Linked DNA regions of Zea mays: region 2 is linked to region 1. Evidence: chromatin contacts called from public Hi-C data. All regions are on one chromosome and are shown on one strand. The core of a region is the stretch at or near the end of the contact, and the rest is flanking DNA. Distances in the headings are between cores, read along the strand shown. Region 1 holds the start of LOC103629872 (nucleolar GTP-binding protein 1). Region 2 holds the start of LOC100280504 (G protein-coupled receptor).

Region 1 (6,925 bases), core at 2,786-5,285:
AGGGGCACGTCCCTTGGAGAACGCCGGTTAGAAAGGAGTCAGCAATTGCTTACTTTTCATAACATATTCTTTGCTCGAGTCTTTCATCCAACACGACACATGGTTCCTTGAATCTTCGATGGCTAATCCATACATTGTGACACACCTAAGCATTATCAACTGAATTTTTTTAACCAATCATTTCAACTCACAAAGAATAGCAATTCAGTTCCAAACCGTGCAATTGATTTTATTGAAACAAACCCAAGTTGAGCAGTTGATGAAAATTTGAACTACTAAATTGAAATATAGTTGCAGAGTCTTCCATTTGGTTGAAACCCAGGATTAGAACTATGAACCCTGAATCTCAACCTACAAGAACTGGATTAGAATTCTGAACTAGAATCTAAGACAGAGCCAATGATGACGGCTCTCACATGAGTTAGATCTAGAGAAGGAATAATCGAGATAAGCCTTATCATGTCTGTAAAGAGACTGCGTCAAACCTAGAACATCATGAAAAGCTTCTCGGCACTGTGTCAAGACTCTCTCTGAACCTGAATCTAGGAGCAAAAATAGTAGCAATTGACATGGGCCACATTACCAGAACTAAGTATGCCACTAATTGATTAAGTTTGAAATCATAATTAAGAGAAATTGCAGCGACACAGCAGCACAGAGGAGCAAGGATCGATAGTAAAATCTCATGGGCAAACTACAAACATGTTGAGTAGGGGACATGGATAACTTTGTACCATTCAACAGAATTAAACACTAAAACTATATATCAAGAGGACCAGAGACATCAAGACAAATTTCGTAAATAGTAGCATAAATAAGTGCTGGCTGAACACAAAAAAAACACCCGTTTCATCAAATTGATCAAACCAACAGTGCACCAGTCCTTTATTACCTGCAATAGTAAAAACAGGAAAACTCAATATCAGGACACCAGTAGAGCAAAGAAAGCAAACACAGAAGTTGGATTGCAAAAATGACCAACCAGATGCAGTGAGGTGCTGAGCTTATCGCCTGCTTGTCTTTCCAAGAGTGCGTTTCCCAGAGAACAGATGCTTTGGTTTCAAAGTAGGAATAACACGGTCAGCCTCTCCACGGCGAGCATCCTTGTTCCTGTTCCTTGTAGAGGCCTTTGCTTTCTTGATAGCCTTCTTCTTCTGCTCAGAGTCCTTGAATCCTTCTCCAGGAATGACCTCCTCAGGAGCCCGTGACCTCGACCTCGACCTTGATGTACGACGCAGTTTCTTGTTGGATTGCTGGCCATCTATCTCCATACCGTCACCATCAGCTGCAGCTCTGCTCACTGACCTCTCACGCTTGCGGCCCCTAGACTGGCTACGAGCTCTATTGATGGCAGCAATAGGATCCACACCCATAGAGGAAAGCTGCCGTCCCATCCTATTAGTTGTGAATTTCCTATCTTTGTCAAACTTTCTAGGGACAATAGGACGGCTTTCTGCAGTTCTCTTCTTCATTCTATGTTCTTGGATAAGTAATGCCTTCTTCTTCCTAATCTGAGCCAGAATCTCCTTCTGTTCCTGAGTTAGTTCATGGCCATCAATCTGGAAAGCATCTTCTGCAGCTTGTTCTTCCAGGCGAAGCCCTTCCTCCCTTTCCAACTCTTCACACCTTACTAGGATATCCGGATCCAGAAAATCTGCAACGTTGTGACCATCCAGTATCTCTGGAAGAATATCTTCCTTCCATTCATCATTAGCCAATATATAATGTTTCTTGAGACTTGCAGAATATACCCCAGCACCTCCATTCTCATTCTCAATGTCCTTCTCAAGCTTCTTCTTTTCCTTAGCAGCAGCATTTGCCCTAGCTTCCAGAACAGCCGGAGGGATGCAAACAGGCCGCTCCTTGTTGTCACGAGGCTTTGGAACAGCAACATGAAACCTATTCAAGCAATCCATCATCTTCTTTGATTTCATCTTCACATCCACCCTCTGTTCAAGAAGCCTCTCGCATGCAGCATTTTTCACAGCCATTACACCATCATCTGTTAAAGTGCTCATAGTCAATAAAACACCCTCTTCATTAGGACCAACAGCTTGAGTTATAGTCTTCATAGCCTCTGCCTTCATCTCCATGACTAACTTCATGTCATCCTCAGAAAGCCCTTCAAGTGGCTGCAAGTCAGTCTTGTTGCACACAATGACCAAAGGCTTATTCATAAACAGAGACTTTATACTGTGGAAGAGTGCAGCTTGCTGAGCGATACTGTACCCACAAGATCCAGAAATGTCTAGAAAGAACAACACCGCAGCCCTCAAGTGTGCCAGCGCAGTGATGCTACACATTTCTATGATGTTCCTATCTTCAAAAGGCCGGTCAAGTATACCTGGTGTGTCAATCACTTGGTAGCGCAGGTACTTGTAATCTGTGTGGCCAACAAACAGGGATTTTGTTGTAAAGGCATATGGCTGGACATCCACATCTGCCCTTGTAACCTTGTTCATGAACGAACTCTTCCCCACATTTGGATATCCACAAATCAGCACAGTACGGGTGTTCGGGTCTATGGATGGAAGCCTGGCCATGTGCTGCCTGATCTGCTCCAAGTAAGCCAAACTAGGACTGATCCTCTTCACAACAGTGCACATGCGACCTAGTGCAGCCACCTTCAAACACTTGCACCGGTAAAGGGAGTCTCCATACTTGAGCAGCCTCAAGTAGTCCTTGGATATCTTTGCAATGATATTCCTAGCTGTGTTGATTTGACCCAGCGCAAGCTTGTAGTGATCCTTGTTGTAGAGCACGTGGAGGAGATCACCATAGAAAGGGTGGATGTCATCCAGTCGAGGAAACTCATCGATGATGGTGGAGAGCTTTTCATAGAAGTTCTGCTGGGAATATCTAACCTTGCGCATGTAAAACTGGCGAATGCGGGAGATAGCATATCCCTTGTGGACAACAGTCGGTGTCTGCCTTTGAGTGCGGGACAGGATTATGTCAATGAAGTCCTTCCCGGGAGGGACAACAGTGATCTTCTTGAAATTGTATTGCACCATCTTGGTGATACAAAACTTGAATACCTATTCCTGTAAAACAAGAACATGTAAATGCAACATAACATAACAACAACAATAAGAAGAAATAAAAAATTCGAAGACATAAGCAACAAACAATGTCTGCAAGCATTAGTTCTGAAATGTTATAAAAAGCGTCAAACATGTATCTCCATCTCCACAAGATGGTACAGATTAATTCGACAACACAAAATCAGACCAAAGATGGAGACAAACCGATTCCCATATTAAGTTGAACATGCTATTAGCGCACTGAGAAACTATTGCTTTAGAATACTCCATGGCAATGAACCAATTAAATTACACGGCACCTTGCTATGACCCACAAGAAAGCAAAAGCAAATGAAACTGGCATCAGCAAAACCTAAGACGAGAACAAATCATATTCACCTTCAGGCAAGAGTGTTTTTTTGTTGCTTAAAGCTAAGCTAAGGAAATACATGATGCCAGTAAGTGACTACAGACATCCTTTGCCTGGCTAAGAACAGAACAATCTTGATTGACTGCACAAAATCAACACAGAAGAAGTTGCATAAAACCAATTTAAGGTTGCAGTAGTCATGCTGGAACAGTGGAACTACCATAGTATTCGTACAGCCAACCCGAACCTTAATTCTCCCATGTCACGTCTAAGCACCAGCTAATTGGTCGCTAACATATCAATCAAACGCTCGCACAAAACCATAAAAAACACATCTATCTGATCTCTAAGGATTACAGAAAACAGTACACCAGATCCCACAACACAGAATTATCAACAGCCCCGACCGATAAAACCATAAAGAAGCACACGCGCAAGAAGAAACGATACATGGCGCTGCTAACCTCGTTAGGCGCTCGGAGGAAGAGGACCGATTTGTCGGCAAGAGAGGTCGCGCCCTCTCCGCCAAGTGCTGCTGGAGGCGGCGCGGGTGTTCTCCCGCTCTGGCGGCGGACGGGGAAATGAGGGTTCGGGCGGGTTTCTCCGAGAATAGAATCTTATAGCTTGGGCCTTGATGTGCTGGCTTTGTTCGGCTTATATGCATAGTACTTCTTTAAATGGGCCATGCGGCCCATTTCCTGCGGTGGCGGCGGCTTGTGTGTGCAAACTCCTGTACGGCGTCTCACGCCTCACCCCAACTCGCTCCCTTCCCCGTGCTTCCCGCCGTCGTGGAGAGGTCACGCGGCTGGTTCCCGCCGCTTCCGGACGGTTCGGCCTTCCAGCTTCCCCTTGAGTTCACCACGTTTTGTGACGCAAGCTAGCTGAACCCTACTGATTGCTCTCCCAGCGCACGGTGGTTGTTGCGCTGATTCGTTGTCTTGTGAGCTGTTCTAGGGTTCCGAGGGAGGAGGATCAGCTGCCGCGATGTTCCTCAGGATCTCTCGTCTCGGGGCGCGGCTTCTGCGCGAGTCTGGAGCGGAGACGAGAGCTGGTTGGCATCCCCACTTTCCTCCTAGTTCATTTCCCTCTATTATTGGTGGCCTAGTCGTTGTTGGCTTATTGCCCATCAATTGTGGTGAAATTTTGCTAACTTAGACCAGCTCTATGATTCTGAGGGATGTTAATCTTGCAGTTCATACTAATGTTTCTTGCATCTTGGCTTTGGGATTCTCCTGAGTTTATGTATTGCTCAGCCTTGGTGTCTCCTTATATACTGTTGATTGTTGCTACATTTTTCTGGCAGGAAATTTGCTAAGCAGTCCAGGCATTTTGTATCAAGCTCATCTTAACCAGCATTCGACCAGAGTGGTGACTTCTACTGTATTATCGTTGTTAAGAACTAAAGATTGGTAGTGAATAATCTATTTAGATGAACATGTTCCCAATTACCATTCATTCTTGCTAATAGTAAATGTATCACTAGTTATTGATTCACTTAATGATCTACATTGATTTGGACTATATCTATTATTTTCATGATTTGGTTTCTATTCGATGAATCTATCTATACATTCCCCATTCTGAAACGGCTGTTGCAAAAGAAGATCGGCATTATTTTTCCTCAGCAAGTTAGCTTTTTTAGAGAACTACAAGCAAAGCCTTTGTACTTTTGTACTGCAGGAGTGATGGTTTCTATCTCAAGTTTATTTGTATTAATTTTTTGTTTATATATTTTCAGCGGAATGTCCTTTTCTCAACTGCAACAAGTGGTGATCAGGATGAAAGCAGTCAGGCAAAGGATAAGTAAGTGCATTTGTGTCTTGTTCATGGTTTTTAAAGCGGTAAGGCGAGGCAAGGCGTTGGACCTCCGCCTGGACGCCTAGGCGACGCCTTAAGAACAGTGATTATGTTTCATCCTCTATATATAACTAAATTTGAACTCCTTGGTTGTTTTGTATCTTGGAACCAGGTATCAGATTAGCCCAGTTCCTTCTAACATGGAATTCTTTTGTTATTGTTGTCTCTCCATTTAAGGAGCTGCTCCTTCCACACTTAGAGGAATAGATGCCACTAAACAATAGCTTGATCAGTTTTACTGAATTGTTAGGGTTGAGCTTTCAATAATTATTTTCAGTAGAGGCAGTCCTCTGATGACTGATGTGGTTATTTTTCTCTGTATTATGCACAGAATCTCGGTAACATTTGTTAACAAGGATGGCTCAGAAAAGACAATACGTGTTCCAGTTGGAATGTCCATGTTAGAAGCTGCTCATGAAAATGACATAGAGCTTGAAGGTACAAATATTACAAAGATGTGCACTTCTATTCTAGTGTGGGTATTGTGTTTATGGTTTTGTAGTCAGTTCATGCTTGGTGATAAGAATATGTCATATATGGATCTTTTTTATATAAAAACTAACTAGTCATGTTCAATCACCTGGCTCCATGGTTTTTCCATTTTTCATCAATACATTAGGTATCGTAGTCATTCCTTTTTATGTTCTATTCACTGATTTTCAGCTGTAATTCATGATAACATTCCCTGCTATTGTGTCTACTGCAGGAGCATGTGAGGGTTCACTTGCGTGTTCTACTTGTCATGTAATAGTAATGGTATGCTCACTATATACTTTTTCAAATTTATATTAATATACTATTAGTAATGCCATTTTATTTTTTACAGTGTTTTTTCCTTTGTGTGGCTCATGTTGGGTTTCATCTCTAGCAGTCTAACCCGCCTTAATTTTCTTGGGGTTATGTTGTTGTTGTTGCCGATATTCTAGTTTTGCTGCTAACTGCAACTTTTTAAATTTTTATCTTATCCAGGATGTAAACTACTATAACAAATTAGAAGATCCAGCAGATGAAGAAAATGATATGCTTGACCTTGCATTTGGGCTCACAGAGACGTAAGTCAAGACCCTTCGAACAGAGTAACTTGCTTCTCTTATTATTTTGTCTCCAGAATCTTGCTATCTGTGTATCACAGAAACAAACATTTCAATATTTTAGGTCCTGGGAGTAATTGTCAGAATCTGTTCTAAATTTGGTGATCATGGGTGTTTAGGTAGCAGAAATAGTGGGCCTTGGACAAGGTCCAACTTTTTTCTTAATAATAGTCTTGAAAGTTTCAAAGCTAGTGTATAGTCTGCATGGCTAACTGCTGTTACAGTGGCACCTAGGCAATAGGCATATTAAGTATGTTCATGAACAATCGAAAGTAAGACAACTCCAACTAGTTTTGTAAGAAATAAGTAATTTGGCCTTTTTTTGCGGATCAATGCTTTTTTAAAAATATATATATATACAGAAAAATAATGCATTAGATGAATCAAAGCATTAAGAAATCCATGCAGCCCCCACCGGTAGTATTATTTAGAGGTGGATTGCCGTAGTTTCACAACTCTAACAATCTGACTTGTTGGAACTGTATCCAGATCTCGCCTCGGCTGCCAAGTGATCGCGAAGCCTGAACTCGATGGTATTCGGCTGGCATTACCTGTAGCCACAAGAAACTTCGCGGTAGATGGCT
Region 2 (6,925 bases), core at 1,654-4,153, 270 kb before region 1:
CCTACAGTACATCAGATAAAAAGATTCGAAACAGACATAAGAGAGAACAGCTACATATTGGTCCCAAAATAAGATGATGCAACCAAACTGTAAAACTAAAAGAAACATATACATGAAAATGCAGATAAAGGCAACAACAATGAAAACAATGGACCATTTGAGCATGCTGATCTGCAACAAAATATCCAGGGATGGGACAATCAAATTGGAAACAGAATCTATAGCCTGAGATACTAGGGCGTTTGGCAGAGCTCCCACAGCTCTGCTCCCAGCGAGAATCACTTCTAGAAAGCCAAGTGGCTAGAAACTGAATTGCTCCATGGTGAGAGTGAAGTGAATTTAGTCTCCATTTTATACTAGAGAGTGGAAGCCAAAAAAACATGCTTCCCGTTGCTCCCAACCTGCTCCCCACACTCTAACCTCTCATGAATCACTTCACGCACAATTTGCCAAACGGTTTTCGTCAAATAGATTCACTTCTACTTGAGAATTATTTGGAATCACTCTATTGGAGAATTAGCTCTCGGAGCTAGAGAATCATGGAGCGGAGCTCTACCAAATGAGGCCTAAACATATTAACAATTAAATAAATTCAACAGTTATAGACACAGGTGCAGATTATGGACAGGTAAATGGATTGGAACTTGCAAGATTGGCTTCTTACACGGCACAGAAGGACCCAAAAGTAACAGAAGAAACTGATGAAAATAAGTACACACATTGAATCTAAAAAAATTCTAAGGGACATTATAACCTATGTGTTATCAAACAGTTGCAACACAATACATCAAACATAAATAAATGGTATGGACAATTTTAGCTTTTGTCAAGAACACTGAATCATATGGATAAAAATTTGTTATTTCTTTCAACACAAGGTCTCTCCAGAAACTGTTCTCTAACTTGTCCAAAATGTTACTTAATTTGGAAAATATAAATTCAAACAAAGGCAAATATGTAATCGACAGTTTGCATACCCCACACATATAAGTGGAAAATAGATCCAAATTCTTCAACATCAGTTTTGTGTTTTACAACTGTGCGATGCAGAGTGAATGATATGGTGGTTGTCCATAGAAAAGAAGCCACACAGAAGAAATGAGCACTGTAGTCATGTGCAAAGCAGTAAAATGCATTCGATGGCCCCCTGCAACATAAGAAAACATCGTTAAGAAATGTTTTACCATGAGCACATAACCAAAATATGCATTCAGACACAGAGACAAATGAGAGAAAGAATAGTCTGGTGTGTTTTTCTTAAACAAAAAAAACAATTATTCTGTTTTAATACTGGCATTGATATTTCTTAGTAAGCAGAATACAAGGGTAAGGTTCAAATTACTTGGCCATGAATTGAATAATAAGCATAACTGATTCTGCATATCTTCATTCTGGTAGGCTGTTAATAGCAAAAGTAAATTAACACTGAGCATGAAACTGAGGAAGTATTTATGTGTAGGAGAAGAAATGCAACATACCCCAATATAGTGAATAAGCTGCAAAACATATCCTGCAATTGACAACAAAGTTATCATAAAACATGAAACAGCTAGAGCAATAGCAATAATGAACAAACCAAGCTTCAGCTAATGTTTCTATGTGTCAGCTAAGCAACTAGACATGTAACATCATTTTTTTTCCTTTTTCTCAAAAACAAACTAGTTGTCAAGTGATGAACTAGTTAACTAGGTGCTTATTATGGCCATTGGTTTCAATATTCAACAAAATAAGTAATATGACACCAGCTGATTCCATATTTAAGAATGAACTCTGAACTATATGTATGAAAAATATGCTCCCATTCCCATCTAGTGATCTAGGCAGTAGGCACTATCCAATTGGAGGCAGAGCACATGTGTCCCTGCAACAAATCATAGACTCAAGACTTCAAGGGGGTGTTTGGCATAACTCTGCTCCACTCTAAAGCAACTCTGCTTCAAAACTCTAGGTGGAGCAACTGTGCTCTGGAGTCTAGATTGCTTTCTCATAAGTGCCAGTGGTGGATAAATACCTTCAAACTCCATGTATAGGTTGCTTTTTAAGAATACTGCAGCCTCAAAACTCTATGGAGTTTATAACTCTAGAGTTAAGGTATTGGCTAGCTCTGGCCAGTTTCTCTTGGAGTTTTGCTCTCGAGCGATGCCAAATACCCCTTAAATATCTTAGTGTCATACTTTAACCACTGGAATTGGAATGGTGTTTCAAACAAAATCCAAATCCAAGTGTAAAACATGTACAGTATGTGCTATGACGGCACTAGACTAAGGTTATCACACAACTGTTGAAATCTACCTCGTAGGTGAAAATTGACGATGGTATGCACATTTCTGAAGGTCCAGTTCCCTGCTTACTGATGACACCAGATTCTGGAGAAGTGGAGAACTAATGCATCTAATATGCATAAAATTAACTCACACCTCTTCTAAACTAAGGGTGTGTGATGAATGACCATTTTCCTTGCTAGCCATGAACGACTATTTTCAATGACACTGAAGGCTAACACCTAGCGGCTCTGTGGTTATTCATGGCTATTTTTGAAATAACAGCCACGATACATCGCACAACTAGCGGCTCAAACCCGAAAACCCTTGAAAAGCATCTAAGTTCGAGCAGGCCACTCACCGAGACGGCTAGGTAGAAGACGAGCTTGAAGGAGAACTTGCGGAGCTCGCGGAAGAGGAGGTAGCAGATCACGATGAAGGAGGAGCCTGCCAGCGAGAGCGCCGCAGCGCCAGTGCCCACGGCATCGAGGATCTGCCGGTCCCGCAGTGCCTGCCTCATCGCCGCCGACGCCGCCGCGGCAACGGCCGGAGCCATCGCCGGCGATCTATGGGACGGGGGATGTCAAGTGAAAACGACCGGGGGAATTGTTGATTGCTGGGCTGGATTGGGTTGGGAGTTGTGAATTGTGACCCCGACTGCCTTCACCGTGAAGCTAGTGTGTAATTATCTGGGCTTTCCTCGGTAGTTGGCCTCCTGCGTTATCTTTTTTTAAAAAAAAATCCTTACATTTCTTCAAAATCAATTCAGCCTAAAATGAATGTTAAAAAGCAGGGCAACAGATAAGCTTTAAACCCACAATATGATAGAAGTGTTAAGTAACCCTAGTTAGGGTTATATAGGCAAATACCTGCTTTGCTCCTGAGGGGTCTCACATCTCTATATAAGGTACCTGTACACCCCTCATAATACAGAGATCAGAAAGAGGCCAGAGGCCCAACCCTATATCATGTGTATCGTGTGTTTCCTCTGTCGTGCTTATGGGAAGGGAGACGGGTTCTCTACAGCTTCTTGCACCTCTACTGCTGACGGGAGGGAAGGAAGCGGATCTGGTGATCCGTGGTAACGTAGTTTTCAACACGTTATCAGCACGCTCTACCTCCACGTTGCTGCGGGATCAGATCTGCATCAACTCTTCATCGAGCCGGCAGGTCACCGGCCTAGCCGAACTGTCCTACGCGACAGACTTCGATTACCCTCTACGCAATCGAACGGTATTTTTTTAGATCTACTGTTCATAGGATCTCACCTAGCGGAACTTCCTGCTCTCATGTTTGTTTCGGTGGGAGTCCTTGCTGCTCCACAATCTCTGGTGGGTTCCAAAGAACGTGCCCATGCAACAATCCGCCTAGCGCGCTGCACTGACCTGACGTCGCGCACCGCTGATCCTACTGCGTCGCGTGGGCCCGCTGCTCAATGCGCCTCCGCTGCGGGCATCCTGGCTACCTCGCTGGCGGGCCTCGATCGTGCGTCACACGCGCAGAGAGGAGTGGATCGTCCATGCAGGCAGTTACTGACCGCGAACTTGACTCCGCTAATTGCTCCTACGATAGATACAGGTGGGGCCACTGACTTGCTTGCATGCTGCCGTGAACTCGTGATGGTGCATGTATGTGATGGCGCATGGAAGTAATGGCACATACATGCAACTGCATGGCTGGAGGCCTGGAGCCTTGCGCCCTTGCCCATCCGGACGTGCATGCAAGATTAAAGACGGGCATGTAAGATTAATGAAGTGGAGTCAACGCCTCCAGCTTTTGTGGGTCCTTTTTAGATTTCTTTTCTTCGTGATGAAAAAATGAGAACCAGAATCGTGGACTAGTTCAGTTGGGTTCAGTTATACCTGAATAAAACAGATTTTATGTTACGGTTCCTACTCTAAGTAATTATTTTCTACAATAAATATTAGTAAAAAATACATGCTCTATATTATTTATTCTATTTATTTCCTGTTGTAAATAACAAGTAGAATAAAGCATATTTTATGTTACAATTTCTATTTTAATTAATTATTTCCGGCAGTAAATAATTAGTAGAAAAATACATATTTAAATATGGAAAATGCTTTTTACACCTGATGTGTTATGCTCATGCAATAATTTTGGTGTCTATTTTTCTGCTTTTATTTCTCGTAGCGGATATTTAGCAGAAAATTATTAAAATGCATGTAAAATCTATATTGTTCATACTTAAATTGCTCTAAATATTTGTGTTGCGTTGAGCTTCAGACTCACGCCGAGCGATTAAATGGTATAGTGGGTACACAGATGTGGCGATCAGGTTACATTATTAATCGGCTGAATTAAGACATTGGCTAAACATTGGCTGCGCCCTGGCAACACGTCATAGTATTTATGTCGTTCGAACTTGGTTGCGTCATGTGATTGCTATGTCGCACTCTTGCTTAGTCGGATCGCTCCCGTTGAGTCGGACCGCCATTGCCGAGTCGCGTATTTTTCGCATGCCCTGCAGGCACTGTCTGTCTCCCGTGATCATCGAGTCACAATTGCGCCTGTTGCGCACATTACGTGGACTTATCGTGTACCCCGATTACCGAGCCATAATTGTGCTTGTTGCGTTAATTACGAAGGCTGGCTGTGTTGTCGTAGCCCTGATGGCCACACACGCGTTGACACCAGACACTAGAGCTTGTACTCGTGTGGATTGTGGTGGGTTATTCAAGCCCCTGAAGTCACATTATACGCAACCTTCATAAACAATTTTGTTTGGCTCTATATTTTATTTGACTGTGTTGTGTGGCATTATATATTTATATATCGCCAAGTGGCCATAACAACTATATCAAGCTCTATAGTGCTTGAATAATCTGGGAAATTAAATTGAAATATAATGAAACATAGATAAGTTAATTCTTTGCTCTCTCCTCATGCATAAAGTTTTACCCGAAGTAACCCGAAGATATATAATATAATGCATGAAAGCCTTTTTGGCATAGAAGACATCACAAATTGGGATTCTATTAGTAAGCAAAAGGCCTTACCAAATGATTTAAGACTATAAATCTCAGTCATACATTGCTCAACCAGATGTTAGCACATTGCTCTCTTTGTCGCTGAATGACATGAAGCAAACATGAGTTAAAAGGACATGTAATCGCCAGCAACACGAAGTTGCGAGTATACCGAGAGGTTATTCTGAGAAAATTTTCACTATGTTGGTGTGAAAACTATAGTGTGTTCCCGTCGAACCACTTTATTCGTTCTATCTAGGACCTCTATGCTTGTGTCGCATACATCTCTCGGAATTGTAAATACTTATAGTCACTGAATTGACTCGGGATAGTCCTTTGACAATTTGGTATACACTGTAAGCTAAATGGTAAAGGTCGGTCCTGAATGGACACATACCTGGGGTTTATGTAGCCGAACTACACTGAATTCCACCCTTTGGCATGCTTACCATTATCTACCTCCGATCTACCAGAAGTGAGAAGAGTAGACAAATAACTATGAAATCTCACATCACCACAGAGCTTGAAGCTAAATTAGACATTAACATATTCTTGGTCCTCGGAGCCAGAAGAGTCATATGTCTTGACCACTAGACTACTAGTGATGATAATTTGTGATACAAATATGAAGATCTTGTGGAGACCTATTGTATCCTCTCTACTCCTGATGATTTCTTCGTATGAGAGCAGTACTATCTGTTGTTGAAGATGGATCCTAGGCAGATACCGGTCCTATTTCATTCTTGCCAAGCAGTTATCATCATTTGCTTCATCAAAAGCTAGTTATATGGTGATTTTCCCAGATAAAATGAATTCTTGGCCTTGTCTGTTCTATTCCAAAGCTTCTCTTTTTGACGAACAACGAAGAGATCGAAATAATGATTTATAGAACAAATTGGTATATAATATGAGGAGAAAAGTTTGTCCCGCTGGCAGCTTATATCACAAATAATTGGCTATTGTTACAAGTTCTCTCTCAAAATTATAATACCTAAAAATGTTGCATAAATCGATACTCAATTTCAGAATGGTATGAGTAATTGGGTAACCCATGGGCAATGATAAAAACGAGCTGGACTATACATCTCTGCATATAAAAATCTCTGCTTGGCAGTATTGGCCGGATACCGTGCACTTTACCACCATTATATATGCGCAAACTCTCCTATGTGCTTGAAAGCACAATGCAACCAATGAATGTTCTTGTGAGCGCTAGACCTGATGGTCATTGTCCTTGTTGATCTGAAGTCAACTACTTGCTCCAAACGACAAATGGTGTGCATGAGCCCTAAAGTTTTTTTGTTTTTATGGCTAACATATTGTTGCGCGTATCAGTCTAAATCCTGATGATTGAATGTATATTTGGTGATAATAACAGTAAGTTTGCAGAATTGTAACCACAAAGCGACTTGTTGTTGCGTGTCTTGCTAGAAGTTGAGACTAATCCTTCACGTTGAAGGACAAATATGTAGTATTCATGCCACTACATCAATCTAAGTCCAAAGCTCACTGCATAAAACCCCTATCTGTAATGTGCGTAAGATTTCCCAAATAAATCACCACAATAGCATACATTGGCCACAAACTAGATGATTATGGTTGGGGATTTTATCTGTATGCTTTTAGAACATCTCGTCATTAGGGGGAGGAATGTCCATATAGTGTAATGCCTCA

The links. Hi-C and Micro-C count contacts between places; a contact is called where the count stands out from the background.
Region 2: a Hi-C map of leaf shows a contact between it and region 1, with 6 times the contacts expected there. The contact joins the promoter of LOC100280504 here to the promoter of LOC103629872 in region 1. A contact is called at or near these places in 3 of 25 Hi-C or Micro-C datasets (leaf and tassel).

What each region holds. Positions count from the first base shown.
Region 1 is chr6:119,342,829-119,349,753 of Zm-B73-REFERENCE-NAM-5.0, reverse strand. LOC103629872 (nucleolar GTP-binding protein 1) reads right to left here and starts at 4,035. Exons shown (of 3, transcript XM_008650971.3): 1 at 3,858-4,035; 2 at 983-3,044; 3 at 658-892. The coding sequence starts at 3,014. The coding sequence ends at 1,005. It overlaps LOC100193390, which reads left to right and starts at 4,043. Exons shown (of 7, transcript NR_178224.1): 1 at 4,043-4,221; 2 at 4,348-4,444; 3 at 4,697-5,196; 4 at 5,582-5,688; 5 at 5,957-6,006; 6 at 6,220-6,326; 7 at 6,831-6,925.
Region 2 is chr6:119,611,268-119,618,192 of Zm-B73-REFERENCE-NAM-5.0, reverse strand. LOC100280504 (G protein-coupled receptor) reads right to left here and starts at 2,903. Exons shown (of 9, transcript NM_001153424.2): 1 at 2,623-2,903; 2 at 1,479-1,510; 3 at 978-1,147. The coding sequence starts at 2,817.